Regions from separate parts of the Hordeum vulgare genome. Here region 2 is linked to region 1. The links are chromatin contacts, called in public Hi-C maps. All regions are on one chromosome and are shown on one strand. Each heading gives the region's core, a stretch centred on a gene start, on an enhancer-like site or on the middle of the called end of the contact. The rest is flanking DNA. Distances are from core to core; before and after follow the strand shown.

Region 1 (7,776 bases), core at 2,931-5,430:
ATGAGGGTTTTTTGTGCAAAACGTCGGTGATGGGTTTTTCGACAGAATATAGCCGCTTTAGTATTAGGTAAATATGTATGGCTCACACAAAGGTGGGCTATGATGATATGACAACACGTGCGGTGCTTTTTATAGAAGCTGCATACGGAACGCGCAGGTAAAAAACCGCGTGCCCCTCGACGCCGCTTCCTCTTGTCCTCCTGATTGGTCTGATACTCCGATGCCGTGGCGCTCGCTCCACGTCGCCGTCATCGGCGTTGGGGCCGCCGGTCTGGTGGCGGCGCACGAGCTGCGAAGCGAAGGCCACGCCCCCGTCGTGTTCGAGCGCACAGACGGCATGGGCAGCACCTGGGTCTACGAAGCCGGCGCCGATGCGTCCGCCACGCCGGAGCCGCCCGGTGGCCCCCGGCAGCGCTTGAACCTCTACGCGTCCCTCTGCACCAACCTCCCGCGCGAGTCCATGGGCTTCCTCGACTTACCTTTCATGGCCGGTGCCGATGGCGACACCCGCAGGTTCCCCCGGGCACGCGGAGGTGCTCCGGTACCTCCAGAGCTTCGCGCGGCGGTTCGACCTCCACGGCCTCGTCCGGCCGGAGACGGAGCTGGTCCTGGTGAGTAGGGAGGCTAGCGGGGCCAGCTGGCACGTCAGGTACTCGAGGAAGGCGTCCGGTGGCGAGAAGCTCGAAGTGGAGGAGGAGGTGTTCAACACCGTCGTCGTCTGCAACGGCCACTACTCCCAGCCGCACTTCGCCGACGTCGCCGGTAACGCATTGATCCACTCTCATCCTCAGCCGGCACGACGCGTCACTAATCGTTGATGTGTGGGGGACTTGCTTGACCAATCGGAGAGGCAACCCAGTTCAAATCCAAGTGCAAGTTAGGAACATTTATTTTGATGGCAAATAACTCTAGAGCCTTGTCTAGTGATTCGGCCACCGTATCCTTGTATGCAAGCCAATGTTGCTCGGAATTGACACGCATGGTTTTCCAACGAATGTGCATTCCGAATCCCACATTATGCCTGCCATCAAACTCAACAACATCACTAGGGTCCATCCAATTCAAATATTTTCGGACTTGTTCCAACAATTCAGCATAGCTAGGACAGAAGTCGAACACCATGTCAAGCTCATCCGGGTCCGAATCAATATTGCCTTTTAAAAAGGCATCCTTGTCCACGTGATGAACATAAGCACATGTTATTTCCATCTCTAAACAACACAACATACAATATTTTCTATAAGCAATCATCCAAATACTACGAAATCTACTTAATAAAAATAAACCCTATTCCTAACTTCCAAACATCCATAACCCTAACCCCATCTTACCCCTAACCCTAACCCTAGCCTAACCCTAACACAACCATAATGCAAACATCCAAACAACCCTAATCCTAACCCCATCATACCCCTTATCCCAACATACAAACAAATACAACAATATCATATACATCCCATATTTCATGAAAAACTAGGGTTTCCTCACATTTGCAAAAAAGTGACCAAATGACATTTTTTTTTTGGATGAGAAGGAGGGGATCGGGGGGATTACCTTAGGGGAGGGATTGGACAACAAATGCCCGGACCAAACCTTCAGATCTGCTGATTTGGAGAGGAATTTGAGGAAGGTGCTGACTTCAACTCGAGGTGTGAAGTGAAGTGAAGGGGGGAATGAGGAGGGGTGGGGGAGGGGGCTGGCCCGTGGCTGGATAAGTCACAGTGTGGCGCCTAAGCGCTCAGCGCCACACTGCAGAGTGTACAACGACTAAGGCTTAGGCGTAGCACTGCCTGGGGGTGGGGCCAGCTGTGCTAGCGTGGCTGGGCGTATGGCGCCGACGTCTTAGGCATCACACAATGTAGTGTGGCGCCGACGTCTTAGGCGTCACACAGTGTAGTGTGGTGCCTAGGTGTCGGGCGCCGCACAAAAGGGTCAGCTCGGTTAAAAAATTTCACCGTGGGTTCACTTTGCGAGTTCTTTCATCCCAGGGGTCATTTTTTTCCCAAATCTTGCAATGTGTGCATAGGTTGGGATAGAAAAGTACACGTGCACATATTGGAGATGTTTATTCGGTGAAGGGATCATCCCTACTTGTGTGTCCTGCCACACGTCCCTCATTTTTTTTGAGGCTCACTCTATGTTATCTTCGTTTCTTTTCCCCTCTCTGGCTCTCTCCTACCTCTTTCACAGCTTCCCGTGCCTCCCCCAACCACGTAGCACCCCAACTTGGTGCTCCCCGCCTCCGGTCAACTCTCCAACTCGATCTGTCCGTCGCCGCCTCGTCGGATCTACTCCGCCCCATCTTCGGATCCCCGGAGTAGCCAGACTCGTGACCTCCTGTCTCACTTGCGTTCGCATGCTGTGTGGGCCGGGCCATGGCATCGGCAGCTCCTCATCCACGTCGGTCTCCTCCCAATGACCGTTGGCCACTGTGGCTCCACCCCGGCACCACTCCTCGCCCCCAACTCATGTCATTGTCGCTAGATTGCCCGCATCCGGCCGCCTGGAGGCGAGGGCCATTGGTGTGACAACAGGTCATCGGGCCAACGCTATCAATCCTCAATCTTTTTTGTATCCTCTCGGCTCTGTCTTAAGCTTTCTATTAGGCTGGGTATCCCATACTTATTTTTGTTGGATTCATGCACCTCTCCTCTTTGATTGAGGGTATCTCACACTCTTTGCATTGGCTTGTTGGTTGTTGCAATTTGGAACATATATAAGTTGCTAGGATTTGATGTAAAGTGTCGGGGTGGTACTATTAATTCAAAGAAATTTTGGCACAATTTTATTTGCTGCAGGCGTAAGGGAGCGGGAGGGGAACGACAGGTCGTGAGGGACGATGTCGAGGATGCCGAGGGGCCAGCAGCGAGGGGATGAGGATAGGAGGAAGGGGGTGGGGAGGGGCGGTCGCTGCCCCGGAGTGAAGCGGGTCGACGGCGACGGGCGACCCGTGATGCACAACAGAGATGCAGAGCCCGCGCAGCCGAGATGTAGAGCCGCGGTGGAGGCCTTATTATAAAGATGAAACATAAAGTTTTTTCCACTAATTGGAGGACTACGGGTTAAAATCAACTAAACTTAAGGATTTTTTTTGCAAAAATGGCACGACGTACGATCAGAAGCATTATTTGCTTTATTATATACTCCCTCCGTCCCAACATTCTTGTCTTAAGTTTGTCTAGGAATAAATGTATCTTGTCTTAAGTTTGTCTAGGAATGTATGTATCTAAATACTAAAACATGACTAGATACATTTATTCCTAGACAAACTTAAGTTTATCTAGGAATGGATGTATCTAAATACAAAAACATGACTAGATACATTTATTCGTAGACAAACTTCGCAGAAAGTTTATTCATCACTCGGGATGGAGAATAAGTTATTCTTCACCCGAGGTAATTTTACGATTGTTTCATAATTAAATTACATTTAAAATGCAAATAGTTATATTTATACTGAATCACTACGTAAAGTTTGACATAAGAAAATAAAAATATAGGTCATAAGACAAAAAAAACGCATTTTATGTATATTTTACACTATGTTTTTGTGTTTATAATTTTACATGATATAAAATATTTTTTTGGTGTCTATATATTTTCTTACGGTCTTTTTTTACATATGAAATAAGATAAAATTTACGGAACGTAAAATTACGGTGCATTGATATGAAAATAGAGGGCATGAATTTGATATCAACACTAGCTAAGGTGGTTGCTATCTGAACCCTTTATTTACATCGAGATCCGGACTTTTTTTAAAATTTGCTATCAGCACTAGCTAAAAAAGAGAAGGGACCAAATCTCAACACATAACATGCAGCATATATATATAGGCAGAGAATTCATGCATTTTACTCCTTATGTAATTTATAATAAATTTTTTAAAATGTTTTATATTTAGGAACGAACGGAGTAAAACACAAATTAGTTAGAAAAATCTGTTCGTTATGACGTTATTAGCGGTCTAGATGATTAGGTATTCTAGTTAACACCGTGTGCCTGGTTTGCAACTAGTATTCAAAAGAAAAGAACCTAAACGCAGGCGGCATGGGATAAAGGAGCACTGCGTACAAGCTACTGGCAGAGGAATCTATAGGGCCTGACCCTAGGTGATGTCAACTCAGTTGAAATACAGCTGAATATACATGCGTCAAATCTTTGTAATCATACTGTAGAATACGTACTGTACTATGCATGGCTGAGACAAAGGTGGGCGGGCCGTGTTGATATGACAGCAGGCCTGATATGCGGTGCTGATAGAAGCTGCATACGGAACGCGCAGGTAAAAAACCGCGTCCCCCCGCGACGCCGCTTCCTCTTGTCCTCCTGCCTGATTGGTCCGATACTCCGATGCCGTCGCGCTCGCTCCGTGTCGCCGTCATCGGCGCCGGGGCCGCCGGTCTGGTGGCGGCGCGCGAGCTGCGACGCGAAGGCCACGCCCCCGTCGTGTTCGAGCGCACGGACGGCGTGGGCGGCACCTGGGTCTACGAAGCCGACGCCGACGCGTCCGCCTCGCCGGAGCCGCCCGGTGGCCCCCGGCGGCGCTCGAACCTCTACGCGTCCCTCCGCACCAACCTCCCGCGCGAGTCCATGGGCTTCCTCGACTTCCCCTTCGTGGCCGGCGCCGACTGCGACATCCGCAGGTTCCCCGGCCACGCGGAGGTGCTCCGGTACCTCCAGAGCTTCGCGCGGCGGTTCGACCTCCACGGCCTCGTCCGGCTGGAGACGGAGGTGGTCCGGGTGAGCAGGGAGGCGAGCGGGGCCAGCTGGCGCGTCAGGTACACGAGGAAGGCGTCCGGCGGCGAGAAGCGCGAAGCGGAGGAGGAGGTGTTCGACGCCGTCGTCGTCTGCAACGGCCACTACTCCCAGCCGCACTTCGCCGACGTCGCCGGTAACGCATCGATCCATTCTCATCCTCAGCCGGCACAGCGCGTCACCAATCGAGCTCGTGACAGTTTGCTCTGCTGCCGCAGGCGTGGATGCTTGGCCCGGGAAGCAGCTGCACAGCACCAGCTACCGCGTGCCGGAGCCATTCCACGGCCAGGCACGTCCGTCGTTCCGCGTGTTTTTGCCCAGCGATTGTTTCCTTTTGCACTTGTGTTGAAAAGTCAGAAGATGCGCTGGTCGATAAGATCTGGAGTTTCTCAACAGTAAATTCAACTCGATTGGTAGGTTGTCGTGGTGATAGGGTGTGGACCGAGTGGCACGGACATCTCGAGGGACATCGCTGGCGTCGCCAAAGAGGTCCATCTCGCCAGTAGATCGGCGTTTGCTGCTACCAGCGACAAGCTGCCTGGACATGCTAATATGTGGCTTCATTCCGAGGTAATATCAGCATATCACAGTAATAGCAAAGTCAAGAAAAAGCAACGTTATGATGCAAACTTTGCACTGTCCCGACGACAATCCCATGGAAATCCTTCTCGGCATGTATGCGCAGATCGAGTGTGTTCAGGAAGACGGGAGTGTGGTCTTCCACGACGGCAGCCGCGTCAAAGCGGATGTCATCATGCATTGCACCGGGTACGTGTGCTCATCTCCTCGCGCTTTTCCCTTCTTCTTTTTGACAAAGTCTGCCCGTGCTTGGCTTGCCGATGCTCATCATCGTGTATGTTTGTACATGCGGCCTTCTGTTAAGAACAAAATTAATATACTTATTACACGTACTTCCTCCGTAAGGAAATATAAGAGCGTTTAGATCACTATTTTAGTGATCTAAATGATCTTGTATTTGTTTACAGAGGCAGTACCAACCAAGTCACCCAATTGGCTAAGCTAATTGGTCGTACAAGATATTGGTGCACCCTCCCTCATGTGTGGACTCACAAGACTTGGGCGTGATCACCAGGGCCTGATGGTCGCATAGAACTTTAAGAGAGAGGACCACACACATTCTAACTATATATGACGTGATCCAAGGCTATACTAAGTTGAATTACATGTAATGAATTCATGCTTCAGCGAATTTATTTAAAAGTCCAAACTGATGAAAAAAGACAAGCAATATGTTTCAACAGCTCCCCCCCCCCCCCCGCCCCTTCACATCTAGGTTTTTTTACTCCTTAATTGTTGTAGACCCGCATAATCCTTTTTTAATACTGCATTGGTAGAGTCTTAAAGTAGAGAACTAATCAACTCATCCAAAAGTTTAAGCTTATGTGGAGAGGTGGTTATTCCAGCAGTAGTCACATCACACCCAAAACTAGGGGTTGGCGGCATGTTTGGTTGGTGAACTAGGCTTTATGCATGAGGAAAATAGGAAAATAGGGATTTTTGCCTAGCTAGGCTGCCTAGGCTTTTTGCTGTTTGCCTTGCTACTTGGGCAATCACCTACTTGGGCTGCTCGGTTTTTGTCACCATGCATCTCGTTTTTGGATGATAGGTGTCCCATCTGGGCCGTCTGGCTCAGTTTGGTCATATGCCTGGACGCTTGGCTAGGCTAATCGCCCCTATAGTTCACCCAGCCAGGCTACCAGAGGATTCACCGGGTCACCAACAAAATAAGATGCATGCAGCTTCCAGACACGCTTCAGGCCAGGCAGGCAAAACAAAAAAATTGAAGTTAGATTCAAACTCAAAACTATGAAACCATAGATATTAAACACTGGAATTTCCAAAACAATTTAATTCCAACCTTAGCCACAATGGAAAAGTAATTTTGCATTTAGGTGTTTCCTTAAAATGTGACAAAATGCAGGGAATGCAGGAAATTCGAAACATGCAAACTTTCATAACAAAATTATAATTGTTTGTGCCATGTGCAAAAAAACTTGTCTTCTTTTAGGGTTTCAAAGCATTCCCTACATCCATGAACTTTTTGTAGTTTTTGAGATGCCCAAAATACAATTCACTTTTCAAAACTATTGTGATGTTTTTTGTAATGGTTTTGTAGAGTTCATGGTTCCATTTAGATAGCTTCCTCGTATGGGGTTCAAGTTGAGGCAATGACAATAGTTAACTTTTTTCGAAAAGGAGGCATCGCCCCAGCCTCTGCATCGAGTGATGCATGCAGCCATTTTATTAAGTATGAAGTAGTCTGAAAGAAATACAAAGAAGTCCGAGAAGCCGAAGAAAAGGACAATAGTTAACTAGATGATGGTTGCAATATAACTCATTGATGTTTAGTTGTATGGAACATGAATATTTGGATTAATCATGCAAGAACTAAAGCTGAAAAATACATATATTGATTATATTTTATTAATATATAGTTATAAATATTTATTGAATATATGTATCAAGAATGGAAAGACTTTCCCATGCATGATAGCATTTTGAGGTGGGCCTTCTCTGAGGGATGGTTGCATGTTAAAGGAAATACATTAGCGTGTATCATCCATTTAGTTATATAGGATTATGATTCGAAGTAGAATAATTTTATTAAAAATGCATGCCTTTGCTTATGCTATCCTTTTTGAAATGATGTTTATCTTATCCTGAGGGTAGATACAAGTACAACATCCCATTCCTCAACAGTGATGCAACCGTCTCCGTGGACGGCAATTGTGTCGAGCCACTGTACAAGCATGTGTTCCCTCCAAAGGCTGCTCCTCAACTCTCCTTCATCGGTTTGCCTTTAAAGGTTCGTTTCTATCATTATATTTTAGTGCATCTATATAGCAGGCTCATTATGTTTTGGCAATTGCCATAAGTTCTTCATTTTCTGTATGTTCATAAGAATAAGGATGTCTAGAATTTTGCGGCTCAAGTAATATAATACGGTACATATGTAGGACATGGTGTTTTGGGACATGTATCCAGGCGACTATTAAA
Region 2 (7,776 bases), core at 1,794-4,293, 110 kb before region 1:
CAATGCAACCTTCAACCCTACTGTAACCTGCCATTATATGGCTTAAAAGGTTTTGAGTACACCACATATGAGTAATACACCAATTTTGATCTTCCATGACATATCTTGACTTGTCCCTCTTCCCCTTTTCACAAGATTGAGTATCTCCAGACAATCATTAACAATTGGCAAGTAACTCCGTTGTGTAGCAAGCGTGGTTACTTCCTTAATCATAGATAACGCAGCCTCAAGGGTATCATAACAGAAGAACATTTTCCAAAGAGACGTAAAGATTATCACTCTTGTATCTTCCCTTAACGACACGCTCGTGCTTACTATGCCACTCGATGTAGCTAGAGACACATCTATTTTTAGCTTAACACAGCTCTTCTCCAGTGACACCCATGGAGTGATGCAAACCTTCGGCATTTGAATACGATCTTGTATTCTAAACGCTAGTTCTTTGGAACTATAAATGAATCATCACTTTTTCATGCTAACATGGACATAAGTTCATAGAAATTCAAGCTATTAATTACAACAACTATATAAATTGGCGAACTATTCAGATTGCCAAGTTCCTTGTGGTGGAACGAGCTCCCTAGGGTTCAAGTCCTACACACCCATTTTTCTGGATTTATTTCTGACTTTTCGGCGATGTTCGTTCAATGGGGGGTGACACTTCCGTCGGCTACAAAGGCACATGTGGTGGCTTTGTCACTTAGCGTGTGTGTGTGTTCATGATGGATGAGTGTATGTGCTTGTATGTGACTAATTGTATTTGTCATGTTACAAATATTGCAACTTCGATGCTTCAAAACCTTTTAAATGGAAGACTGTCAATAGTAATTTTATGGTAACAAAGATGAATCATTAAAATGCATGAATTCAAGACACTAATTGTAAAAAGAAGCCACAAACATATCCCAAAATAAAACAGGGGACAAAAGTTTATGTAGTTATTAGGAGAATGGCATTACCGAAAAGATAAATAAAAGTTTGAATGAAGGCAAAATGTCTATAGCCATCATGGTGTACGATTCAATGCCCCAAAGTTCAAAAGAAAACGAAACAAAATCATCATGAATCACAACGTGGGATCGGACTTCCAGAGAGATTTTTAGTGAAAGGAATTGAAATAAGTCGACTAGAAACAATATTCCTATATACGAATATGGCTGCAAATGAGTCGAGTTTGTGCGAGTTGGATTAGGCTCAGCTTAACTTATACAAAAATTCGACCATGTTCTCAAAGTCGGGTTGTAGAAAGTGACCCGTGCTCAGCTTGTAATGATTTCGAGTCGATCTCGACCTAATTTCGAGCTAAATAAGATGATGTTTTCTAATAATTTTATACAAAAATTAAAATAAGGTCGGCCACAACTCAACATAATAAACCATTATATAATTCAAGTCATTCCCTCTCATAGATGACTAGTACTTAATAGAAGAGATCATGGAAGAACAAGAAAGAGAAAATAATGAAGGTGCTTATGCTCTCAAAATTTTGTCAAAATAACATGATATTTAATGTGCCCCGCAAAAAAGACATGATATTTAATGCATGGTGATCATATACCATACTAGGGCTAAATTTTCTCTATAGTTAATTAATCTTTCGTGTTTGGTAGTAGGTAAAATGGAGGAAAATCATACACAACGTATATGGTACTAAAATGTATGACTATCAATATGTTAATGAACTATCCCATTAATCTTTTCTTGCAGCCTTATATACGAATTGAGAAATAACTATTCTTTAAAAAGAACTAGTTATAAGTGGACCTATTTATAATCGCTGGTGTTATGGCTTGTCCGGCACAACATCTCATACTATGACCCATCTTACACAAACATATGAACAAAGAGCATGCAAGGGTGTCTAACCTCTGGCGATGTTGTCCGGTAAGAAAGAGACATTTTCGTTCATCACGAAGACGCATATGATGACTTTATCGATCTTAATATGTTATATCGGTTTTTTTTAATGCTTACAAAGATAATATGGGTCTTTCTTTTTCATATTAATGAGTGTATGTGTGTGTATATGCAAGTCTGCAATTATACTGTGCCCAAAAAGAGAAAGATCACGGACTTCATCGCCCGATCTCTCAGCTCTGGCATCTACATTGCCCCCCGAAACCTCCTCACCGCCATCCTCTGCTCGCATACGCAGTCGCAGGAAAATCCCACCCAAATCTTTCTTGTTGGGATTTGCCTGCTGCACATACTCCGTATCATGCATGCGACACCGGGACACGCATCTCATACCCTCGTATCCCGCGTATCTCCGCCCCGCACAAACCAGGCCGAGAAAATTTAAAGCTCACATGGGGTGTAGGTACGTACGCGCGTGCTCCGTCATCATGCCACCCCATCCATCGCAACGGCGCGAGAGATCGAAAGGAGGACGGAGGCACCTGGAGAGGTCCAAGGAGGAGGCGTACAGCTAGCGCACGCGATCACGGAGAGCCGGGGACGGACGGACGGACTCATGTGCGCCCGCGCCGAGTTTGGGGAGGAAGCCCATGTGGCCGCCATGTGAGCGCCCCTTCCTTGCCTTTTCCTCAAAAGCGCACACACACCCCCTCTGCCTCGAGAGACCAAAATTCAATGTAGGGCTTCATATGCCACGACCACCACCATTAACACGGGAGAATTACATCTATCCGATTATCACCGTGCATTACCCGGTTCTCATCTCACTATGAGGACACCCGATTTTCTCCGGTGATGTCGGTGTGACGGGAGGTCCGTTATATGTCCCATCTGCGCTGGCCAGCTTTTGGTGGCTACATGTTGGCAGAACATGGCCGGCCATGCATGCGCTGAACCGGTTGCGAAGCCATGACAGCCCATGCGCGCGCGGCCGGCCGGCGACATGCGCATGCCAACGCACCTACGTTTCCTCGATAACCCGCGGGGGTTGCCAGCCCGGGGGGCGACGCTACATGTGCCGCCATGTGCTCCGCCTGGCCATCGTGTTTGCCTGCCCCTCTTGGTCTTGGTCTTGGGGCCCCGTCTCCGTCCGCAGCCTCCGGTCACTGACAAAGCGGTTTAAATGGATTTTGCCAGCGTCCACATATAAACATTCAGCACTAGGATTGTACGCATTCGTACAAAAAATGCTGTACTTTACACGCCATGTTGCATTGCACACATAACATGCCTTTCTTGAAAGGATCATGGCAGTGTGGCATTAACAAAATGCAGGGAAATCTGATACGGGAATGCTACTACCTTGTACTCCCCAACTCAAGCATCGGCCACATGCACGCATGTTCAGTTGAAAAACCCGAGCTGTTCGTTCATGTGGTGTGCAAATCCCTCCTGATGCTACCGCTATCTAGTTAAACCTTTTTTTCCCAAGCTTGTTAAGCAGGATAGGCTGGCGTTGCATGAGAAAAGAGGCAAAAGACGCCTGCTATTGGTTACAGGACCACTGCCCAGATGGTCGCGATGCATGCTAGCTCACACCACATGTGCGTGGCGTGTGCCGTCTTGTGCTCTTTTCGTCCCTGGCTCGGGGATATATATTCACGCACACATAATGTCAGACACACAGCAAATTCAAGCAGTGTGTCGAGGAGGAGGAGGAGGACTTCATTGCTCGAGCAGAGCAGCGGCAATGGGGGGCCCTAGCAGCAGCACCAGGGCCTTCAAGCAGGGGTTCCTCAGGAGCTTCCTCCTGAGCCTGAAATCCTGCAGGAATGGCGCCATGTGCCTGCAAGAGAGGAAGCGAGCCGTCAGGTCGTCCGCCGACATCGCCATGGCCACCACCCGTGGCAGCGGAGCGATGTGGCCGCAGGCCCTCCTAGCATCATCATCGTCGTCGTCGTGGCCTAGGCTGTTGCCTGCTGCATCCACGGTGAAGACGACGACGGGGCGGAAGAAGGTGGCGAGGAGGTGCTGTGGCCAGAGGAGGAGGACGAGCAGCGGCGAGATCGCGAGGAGGCTGGTGAGGAAGCGGACCAAGGTGCTGCGGGGGATGGTGCCCGGCGGCGAGCTCCTCGACGGCGCCTCGCTGCTCCGCGAGGCCATGGACTACGTCGTCCACCTGCGCGCGCAGGTTGCCGTGCTCCGCCGCGTCTCCAGCGCCATGCAACACAGACCATCGTCCCACCACATGGCAGGTATGCTCCATTTCCCCCCGATTTTCTTATGTCTGTCCTCTGCTCTGCATGCAAAATGAAATAACCATGTGATTCAGCTTGACTTATCATGATAATCCGTGCAGGGGCTGTTGCACCGCCAGTGCAGTTGAAAACAGAGGCGATTGCAACGGCTCAAGTCTTGGATGGAGGCGAAGAATAGCGAGATCGCAGCAATCCGAGCCGCCGAGGAGCGTGTGCGGAATGGCGGAGAAGATCTTGTATTTGTTGAGAGGGGGATGAGATCTAGGATCCCGGAACTGCGAGGTAGGACACGCATTAGCAGCGGCTAGTTGTAGTGTCTGTCAGCGAGGCACAGGCATTTTTGGGTGCACTAATTTATGGCAGGCCGGGAGGTGCAGGTGCTGGGAATTCCCAGCTGGATCATGGCTTGTGAAAAATGGACTTGAAATTCGTTTGTGTTCGATCCGGTTCGTGCTTATTTGTTTGTTTCATCTTCCTTGTGACGTGTCCCAGGTAATTTTTGTCTGATCTTGTGATGTGTCGGCCTTTGCTAGTAATTAGAGCAACTCCAACACGACGATCCATTTCGTCCACGCGCGTCTGTTTGGGTCGCGATGGACAGAAAAATCGGTTCAACACGTTGATGCAAACAGACGCACGCCCACTTTTCATCCCCCATTCGACCCATCCCGACTCATTTTTAAGCCTCATTTGTATCGGCGCTGACAAGAGATGGACGCGCACGGCGTCCGCCTATTCCTTCCCCTGGCCCGCTAGTCGGTGGCACATTGACCGTCCTCTCCCATCCCATATCGACAGCAAACCCTCGCCCGCCTCCGCCGCATCGTCGTCGTCGCCCATTTGCCGGTGCCGGCACACCTCCCCCAACGTCCCCACCTCGCATCCACCACCGCCTTGCCGTCGGGGCACCGGAGCTTCCCACCCCCACATGCCGACGCCACCGCGAGTAATAAGCCGCCTCGCCACCCGGCCAGCTCCTTCGTCCTGACACCAACACGCTCGTCGGACGTCTTCAGGCCAGCCACTTGGCCCCAGGGAGACGCGCATCTCTTCGCCGGCCAGCTTCTTCGACGATGCCCGCAAGATGTTCGACAGTTTGCCAAGGTACAAAATGGACTTCGCCGACGGGTTATTTTTCCACAATTTCCTTTGCGATTCCAACGGTTTCTCATCCGATGATGATGAGGAGATCTTGGCTGGCGTGGTGGTCCATCACCACCATACTAGTCAGAGGCCGTTGTTGCCTGGCTCGATCCCGGGACACCTTCCGACGTTGAATCGTAATCGAGAGAGCGGTCATTTTGTTCTTTGAAAGGACTATGTTGGAAGGACTACGTCTTCAAACATCAGAAATTCCGGCGACGTTTTCATATGGCTAGGCATGTTTTCAACCGTATTAGAGAGGGGGTGGTCGGATACAATAACTATTTCGAGTGCAAAGACGTCCTTGGAAAGATTGGCTTCTCGTCTTATGAGAAATGCACTGCATCCATCTCGACGCTTGCATACGAAGTCCTGGTGATCTCATTGATGAGTATGTTCGTATGAGCGAGTCAACATGCTTAGAGTCCATGTACAGGTTCTGCAGGGCTGTGATTGTTGTGTTTGGCCCTGAGTACTTGAGAGAGCCGACTCCTCAAGATACAGTCCGCTTATTGGTGATGAATGCCAGCAGGGCCTTCCTAGGGATGCTTGCCAGCATTGACTGCATGCACTCGTAGTGGTAGAACTGTCCTTCTGTTTGGCAAGGGAAGTATAAGGCCCATGCCAGGGCTTGGCTGTCATACTTGAGGCCGTGACCTCACAAGATCTCTGGATCTGGCACTCTTTCTTCGGCATGGCCAGATCACACAATGATATCAACATGCTTCAATGCTCGTCGGTGTTTGCGAGGCTTGCAGAAGGCAACATGCCGCCAGTGAATGTTACCGTCAACAACCATAACTACAACAAAGGATGCTACCTAGGTGACGGTATCTATCCTCAGTGGACCACTATTGTGAAGACAATCCCCGACCCTGTCGGAGAAAGGAGGAAAAGATTTGCCCAAGAGCAAGAGTGCTAGGAAAGACGTCGAGCGTGCCTTTGGTATTTTGCAATCTCGATGGGGCATCATTCGGTATCTTCCTAGGACTTGGAGCACCAAGAAGCGGTGGGAGTTGATGACAACTTGTGTGATTATGCACAATATGATAATAGAAGATGAGCGTCTGGAACGTATCTATGATCAAGAGTTTCAGTTTCAGGGTGAGAATGTTGTGCCTCAGCATGGAGGAGCGGCAACGTTTGAACCGTTTACCCAATTTTATCATGAAATGCGTGATTGGAAAACTCACATGCAGCTGTAAAATGATTTGATTGAGCATATGTGGGCTTATGTTGACAATCAATAGATGTATCTTTTTTCATATGTATTTGAGACAATTTAACTTTTATTTGGCTCGTAAAACTATGCTTAATTTATCTGGTTGTAAAAGTATGCTTTATTTGGTTGTGAAACTATGCTATTTTTTATATGCCTGCTTGTCAAATAATGCAAAATATGTGTATATTTGTTAAAAAGGGCGGCCAGCCGGCCACGCCGGCAAATATGGGTCGGCGCGTTGGACGCGCTGTCGACCTAAATGTAAAACAGGACGGACACCGAGTGAGTGATCGACCCAAATGGACAAAAAACGGAGAAAAACGTCGTCCGTTTGGGTTGACGTGTTGGAGTTGCTCTTACGTTATACTCCCTTCATTTTTTTATACAAGGCTACAAATTCAAGGTACAAATTAATGGTTACTTAAGTCAATGTTGCATGCTAATCTTTTGTTCTCATTTTTTTGAACACAATACAATCATAGTCGTTCATATACACGAGCATACATTCACCCCTATAAGTGCATGTTGAGGAACGTTGCATGGGAAATAAAAAATTTCCTACGCACACGAAGACCTATCATGGTGATGTCCATCTACGAGTGGAGATTAGATCTACGTACCCTTGTAGATCGCACAACGGGAAGCGTTAAGAAACACAGTTGATGTAGTGGAACGTCTTCACGTCCCTCGGACCGTCCCACGAACCGTCCCACGATCCGTTCCGATCTAGCGCCGAACGGACGCACCTCCGCGTTCAGCACACGTACAGCTCGACGATGATCTCAGCCTTCTTGATCCAGCAAACAAGACGGAGAAGTAGACGAGTTCTCCGACAGTATGACGACACTCCGGTGGTGGTGATGATCTACTCCTACAGGGCTCTGCCCGAGCTCCGCAGAAATCCGATCTAGAGGTAAAACTATGTGGAATAGGCTAGAGTTGCACGTGGCAAAGTTGTGTCTCAAAAAGCCCTAAACCACCACTATATATAGGAGGGAGGGGGAGGGGCTAGCCTTGAGGGACAAGGCCCTCAAGGTGCGCCGGCCGCCAGGAGGAGGAGGACTCCTCCTCCAATTCGGTTTGGGACGGAGGAGTCCTCCTCTTCCTTCCCACCTCCCTCTTTCCTTTTTATTTTTCTATCTTTTTGGTATTTTCTTATGTGGCGCCATAGCCCTCTTGGGCTGACTCCACCAGCCCAATAAGGACTTGTGGCGCCACCCTAGGGCCTTGGGCTCACTCCCGGGTGGGTGGGCCCCTCCAGGTAAACACCCGGAACCCATTCGTCACTCCCAGTAC

Evidence for each region. A called contact is a pair of places that touch in the nucleus more often than the background predicts.
Region 2: a Hi-C map of seedling shows a contact between it and region 1, with 4 times the contacts expected there. The contact joins the promoter of LOC123402364 here to the promoter of LOC123402075 in region 1. A contact is called at or near these places in 1 of 6 Hi-C or Micro-C datasets (seedling) and 1 of 1 datasets of contacts at active chromatin or transcription factors (embryo).

The regions. Positions count from the first base shown.
Region 1 is chr6H:120,125,041-120,132,816 of MorexV3_pseudomolecules_assembly, reverse strand. LOC123402075 (flavin-containing monooxygenase FMO GS-OX-like 4) reads left to right here and starts at 4,180. Exons shown (of 7, transcript XM_045095936.1): 1 at 4,180-4,894; 2 at 4,977-5,047; 3 at 5,176-5,328; 4 at 5,444-5,526; 5 at 7,450-7,585. The coding sequence starts at 4,354.
Region 2 is chr6H:120,229,651-120,237,426 of MorexV3_pseudomolecules_assembly, reverse strand. It overlaps LOC123402364 (transcription factor IBH1-like 1), which reads left to right and starts at 3,043. Exons shown (of 2, transcript XM_045096284.1): 1 at 3,043-4,112; 2 at 4,217-4,572. The coding sequence starts at 3,443. The coding sequence ends at 4,293.